Regions from separate parts of the Mus musculus genome. Here region 1 is linked to region 2. The links are chromatin contacts, called in public Hi-C maps. All regions are on one chromosome and are shown on one strand. The core of a region is the stretch at or near the end of the contact, and the rest is flanking DNA. Distances in the headings are between cores, read along the strand shown. Region 1 has its middle 5.2 kb from the start of Gm36168. Region 2 has its middle 13 kb from the start of Cetn4.

What was found. Hi-C and Micro-C count contacts between places; a contact is called where the count stands out from the background.
Region 1: a Hi-C map of Th17 cells shows a contact between it and region 2, with 4 times the contacts expected there. The contact joins two enhancer-like sites. A contact is called at or near these places in 10 of 39 promoter capture datasets (the 3T3-L1 cell line, 3T3-L1-derived adipocytes, the HPC-7 cell line and 7 more), 2 of 15 datasets of contacts at CTCF or cohesin (CD8 T cells and pro-B cells), 40 of 484 Hi-C or Micro-C datasets (the 63-12 cell line, B cells, the Ba/F3 cell line and 27 more), 6 of 115 datasets of contacts at active chromatin or transcription factors (CD8 T cells, Th17 cells, astrocytes and 2 more) and 1 of 9 other capture datasets (pancreatic islet).

Annotation. Positions count from the first base shown.
Region 1 is chr3:37,217,855-37,220,554 of GRCm38.p6, reverse strand. No RefSeq gene overlaps it. Among named protein-coding and RNA genes, the nearest start is that of Gm36168, 5.2 kb to the left of the region's middle. Within about 2 kb of position 1,299, at least 6 of the 459 cell types and tissues checked have an H3K27ac peak or open chromatin away from gene starts, as enhancers often do. A contact at or near this core is called in Th17 cells, where this site is marked.
Region 2 is chr3:37,298,316-37,301,015 of GRCm38.p6, reverse strand. No RefSeq gene overlaps it. Among named protein-coding and RNA genes, the nearest start is that of Cetn4, 13 kb to the left of the region's middle. Within about 2 kb of position 1,300, at least 10 of the 459 cell types and tissues checked have an H3K27ac peak or open chromatin away from gene starts, as enhancers often do. A contact at or near this core is called in Th17 cells, where this site is marked.

The sequences.
Region 1 (2,700 bases), core at 50-2,549, 80 kb after region 2:
AACGCTGAGGCAGGTATCGAGGAACGTGCACCAAGCCCGCCGCCATCGGTCAATGTGAGTAGAGATTAATTGACTACCACAGCACTAGAGTCCTGTGATTTCCTAAGGAAAGAGAAGGAGAGACAGAACTGACTAGCCAGGGCATGGTCACAGCAGCTGGAGCTCCAGACTGCCCTGACTGCTGGAACCTAAGGCTTGTTAGCTACTTTGGAGGCAAAAGGGTCTGGGTGTCTCCTCTGACAGCCATTCACACACGCTGAACTTCAGGTGTGTTGAGAGTACTCCAGACCCAAATAATTTCTAATGTCCTCGAAGCACACAGAGGATCAGGCAACACAGCTCACAGAACTGATGGGACAGACCTGCGTGGCACTGACATGAACCCCCACTGCTGATGTCACAGGGACCTTTTCTCTTCTAAGTTTATTTTTCAAAACATAAAGGTAGAGAAGAGATTAGTTTTGTAGTCATCATGACATGGTTTCTCAGTAACGTTAGGATGTGTCAGAGCCTATGAAACTAAACACAATTATACATCTACTATATTTGATCTAGAGTATTGCCTTCATAGTTACAATTTAATTCTTTTTAAGCTTACTTAACCCAAAGGAGCCCAATTTCTAGACATATATTTGCACCCTAAAGAGAGAATGCTCAATAATAGAATATGAAGTTGCTAACGTGCATCCCGAGTCCTTGACATCCCAGAGGTACTCTCTTCTCCTTCCAACCCACTTGCCAGCCACAGACAACCTCCAGGCTACAAACAGACTCAACCACACACGGACACTCACATTCTTGGCGGCTAGTGGTTTCCAGGCCTCACACATGCTCTTTCCCATTTGACTCACTTGAGGCCAATCACTGTTTTGTGGGAGCCTGGAGGAAACGACAAGGATGGAGTCAACGTGTTGACATCTGCTGATGGATGAGTCCAACCTAAGAAGAGAGAAGACACTGGGCTGATGGTACAAAGGGGAGAAGGGCAGAAGGTAGCGAGGATGGAAAGAGCATCACATTACCCAGTCCACAGATCGTCTAGAACACTGCTCCCCTAACGATAAGGGAACTTAATAGCTGTCTAGCATGAAGTAAAAGTTTTGTTTTAAAGTCATTGATGATGGATAACAGCTGGTTAAGTTAAATCCTAACCACTGAGGATGGATAAAAGCTGGAGCTGTGACCACAGTGTTACATTCACCGTGAGTCTTAGGGATGGATGGCAGCTTTTGCCTGTGCTCGGGCATCACTGCTGATCTCCTCTAGGGAGCTCTACACTGTTTCCCTCCACACTGAGACTATGCTGCCACCTCTAGGGAGAATGCAAACACTTCAAGTGCCCGGGTTCCAAAGGAACACACTTTGTCACCCCACGCCTGCAAAACCATTGACTTATGAGATAGTGTCAGCTCTAAAGGCAGCTTCAGAACCAGGAAAGGGTGTGGGCAATGGCTTAGTTAATAAAACTCCTTCTGTGTAAGCATAGAACCCAAGTTTGATTCCTAGAACTCACATTTGTTTAAAAGGAAAAAAAAAAAAAAGGTTTAAGTTTGTAATCCCAGTGCCAAGGAGGCAAACACACGTGAATCCCAGGAGTTCACAGGCCAGCCAACATAGCTGAAGCCAAATTGTTGGGTCTAGGTCTCAAGTATGAGACCTGGTATCAAAAATCAAGGCTCGTGACAAGCTAAGGAATGACACTTGGGTGTGCCCTCTGACCTCCACGTGGATACACACGTGCACCTGCCCGTGCACACACAATTCTATGCATACACATGTGCTTCTGCATGTACATACAAGTCATTCTGCACACACAGACATGCTTCTGCGCACATGTGCATATACACACACTCTCTCACACAGAGAACTCTAAATAAATCGGTGTGAAGAGAGAGACATGGGGGTGAAAGCTACTGCTGCCATGCCATGTGTGAGCTTTGAGGAAACAGAGCTCTTGGTCCTCACTCAGACAGAATGCCTGGCTACTGACTTTCAGCTCTTTTTCTGGAGTCCTCAAAGCAGAGAACTGCAGCCCTTCCGCTTTCATTTCTTCGAAGCCAGAAAGGTACTGTGGACCTTGAGATGGTCTTAAGGTCTCAAGCCACTCTAAGACCACAGAACCCTCACACAGGTGAAATGGGGCAAGGCAGGAGAAGAGCCTTGGACTGGTCCACACGTCTGGGAATACAGCTCTGTGTCTGGCGGCAACCGTATTGATAACTTGGCCTTACCTCGTTTTCAAAGCATTTCTCTCAGGGCAGTGCCCCCATGAGGAGCCCCTGCCTCTGTGCTGGCCTTGTGGGACTGTGTTTTAATACAGTTTCCTATGAAGCAGGACGCTAAAGTGCTCCCAGGGCTACCATAGAAGAAAGGCTCAAGGACACCATAACTGAACTGAGCACAGCAGGCAAGTCTTCTCCTGCAGACACCTCTCTCAGCAGCAGGCCCTGCTTGTCAAAGGCTCCTCTTTATTTTCTGTATGATGTAGTTTTCTTCAACCTTGTTTCGGGGTCTCAACCACTTCAGTATCATTTAGCACTCTGCATGTTCTGTTTTTGCTGATTTGGAGAATTGAACCAAAGGCCTCAGGTGTGCCAAGCAAGTGCCCTGCAGTAAAGCCATGCTCCCAGTTTTATTCCTTTTGAAGAGTGGGGAGCAGTAAGTAAGTCCCAAGCTACATTCTGTTGGCCTTACCCACCC
Region 2 (2,700 bases), core at 51-2,550:
TATAAAGCCATAAAGTAAAAAAATCTACTAACGCAAATAGCTACTCTATAGAATCACCCACAGTCAACTTGCAAGGGTCAAATTGCCTGACTGTTTCAACTGCTAACCCCAGTGACATACCTGCTTTTCAAAGAACTTGAGTTAAACAATCCTTGCAGATCATTGCAGCATCTGTCCAGAGGACACAGAGAATCCTGGGAAGAGAGTATGCCTTCAGAACATTTATTTAACCAGGATGGGATTTTTAAAGTGAAGTTTAAATAAATAGTCAGATAAGCAGGAAAACAAACTTAATTTTTAATTTTTTCTCACATAAATAACGATTTTGATAATGGTAGCAACCCATGAGAATAGTTTGAAAATCAGTCAAACATAGGCAATAGAAAAAAAAATAACGATGAAATTTGAGTAAGAGTCCATTTTCTCATCCACACTGGCTAAGCATGTAGTATGTGTGACACACAAAGGGATGTTCTTATCATATTCCCAATGCTGTCGTTTGCAGTAAACTTGTAATATGAACTTATGCACAAGCTACATATTTAGATGTAATCTCTTGGACTAATTATTATTCTCGGAGGCCTCATTCATTTACCTCCTGAAACTGAGTTAAAGAATCCACCAGATAGCTTACAGCCCGACTCCAGTTAACACCAAGACTCGTGTGTGGACTCTGTCAGACATGATAGGCAACTATTATACTGGTAAACATATGTTTAAAATGCTTGTTTCTGTTGTTGTTGTTGTTGTTTGCCTATTTATCTACAAATTGTAAGCCATTGTTTTATGTCAAATTTTACACAATATCGTATCTCAGAATCCCTTACATTTTACTTTTTCTTGACTTTATAGTGTTAAGGTTGTTCTTATAGGGTTATGTGTTACTAGAGTCCCCTCTAAGCTGCCGTTTAGAGGTCTGTTAGGTGAGCCATAGTGGCTCACTTCACACCATCTGATCCCCTTTCTCTGATTTACAATGTTTAAAAAAAATTTCATTAGAACTCAAGAGCCTTGTTTTTCTTTGGTTAACACAATTTCTCCTCGGGACAATGGGTGAGTTTGACCTCTGAGGTGCTTGTGTGGGAATCAAGATGAGATGGTTTCTTATGTTTTAATCATGTAGACAGTCTATGAATCAACAGGGATTTTTTTAAAAGATGAGTTGAACAATCTATTTTCATTCACATGTGTAACCATTTTCTTGGAAACTCTTACTTATCAGGTAACACTTTACTTAGGGAGGTACTAGTCAGCAAGGCCTGACCCTGTGCAGGACCCCACAACCAGGCTAGAAAGCTGAAAGTGTTGCTCCGTGTCCATGACAACTGTCTGAGAGGCCAAATACAGGACCATTGATGCACGTGGGACCAGGCAGGGAAGAAACCAAGTGGTTGAGGAAAGCCCCTTTTAGTCAGAAACTTTTCTTGAGGAGGTCAAGCCCACTGAAAATTTAATGGAAAAGTACCCAACAGTACCTTTATGTGAAGAAAAAGAGAAAAACCCAACAGCCGCTTAGTGTTCCTGGGAGGGAATTTTACACTTGTGTGTTTACAGTGGGTCCGTTTCCCGGCTTTTCCTCTTCCTGCCTCTACCTTCCAGTCCACCATGCCTTTTCTTTACACTCACTGTGACATATATTTTCTGGCTTAGCAGGAAGGGGTTCATCATCGGCCGATTAAAAGGTAAGGCTGGTTTGGGGTGATCCACATATGTATGGTCCTAATGAGGACCCAACAAGTGCCACCAAGTTGCACTGTGCCACTTCCTGGGAGTAACCCGGAACAGTCCTGCATCAGAGGCTGCCTTCCAGTCCCTGTTAACTGGAAGCTCTATTTTTTCATGGCTGGCACTGACTGGATGTTCAGAGCACTTTGGTCATACTCAAACACAGTACGCCTTTTTAAAGAATCAAACGAAGCTATTCTGGATGGCTCGACGTCAAGTTTGGCACTACCACGCCCCCTCGTTTGGGGAAGAGAAGTGATGTTCCAGACTGTTAGGTAAATGTGTGTAACACTGGTAAAAGACTCAGATTTAGGCTGCTGCAACCTTCAGAAGAAAGTTAGTAAATGGAAGCATTTTTAGAAATCTGAGTGTTTGGCTGTAGATGGCACCTTGGTTTCTCCTGTAGGCGAACACTATAAAAAAAGATCTCAGAGCTTTGAAGAACACCTAGCCATACTGGGGACAACATTTTTGTTATGATCATGATTAAGACATTTATTTTGAAGTTTCCAGGAAGTTAAAATCTAGGCCTTCCATTATTTCCTTTATCAAGGGGAAGGTTAGAGAGATTCCAGGCAGTTACCCAGTTAGAGTGAAGCTGCTTATTATTACAGCACAGTTGATTTTTTAAATACATACTTTAGTTTCTATCTGCTGCTACTTAGAATAAATTTCATTTCTCACAGTTTACAATAATTTTCTAGAAACACTGAATAAATCTCAAATGGAATTTCTTACATAAATGGACAAAAGCATGCCTCTAAGTAGCCAAAATTCTTCCTAAAAGTTACATTCTGTGACTTTGAGGATAGATCCATTTTTCCTAAGTGCTAAATCACTGTTATGTCAGAAGCAAATTGTCCCCACAGGCTCAAGTGTTGCACCCTTAGCCACCAAATGGTGGCTCTGTTCTGGGAGGCAGTGGAACTTCTGTACATGCAGTCTACCTGGAAGAAGCAGTTTGCCAGGGAACCC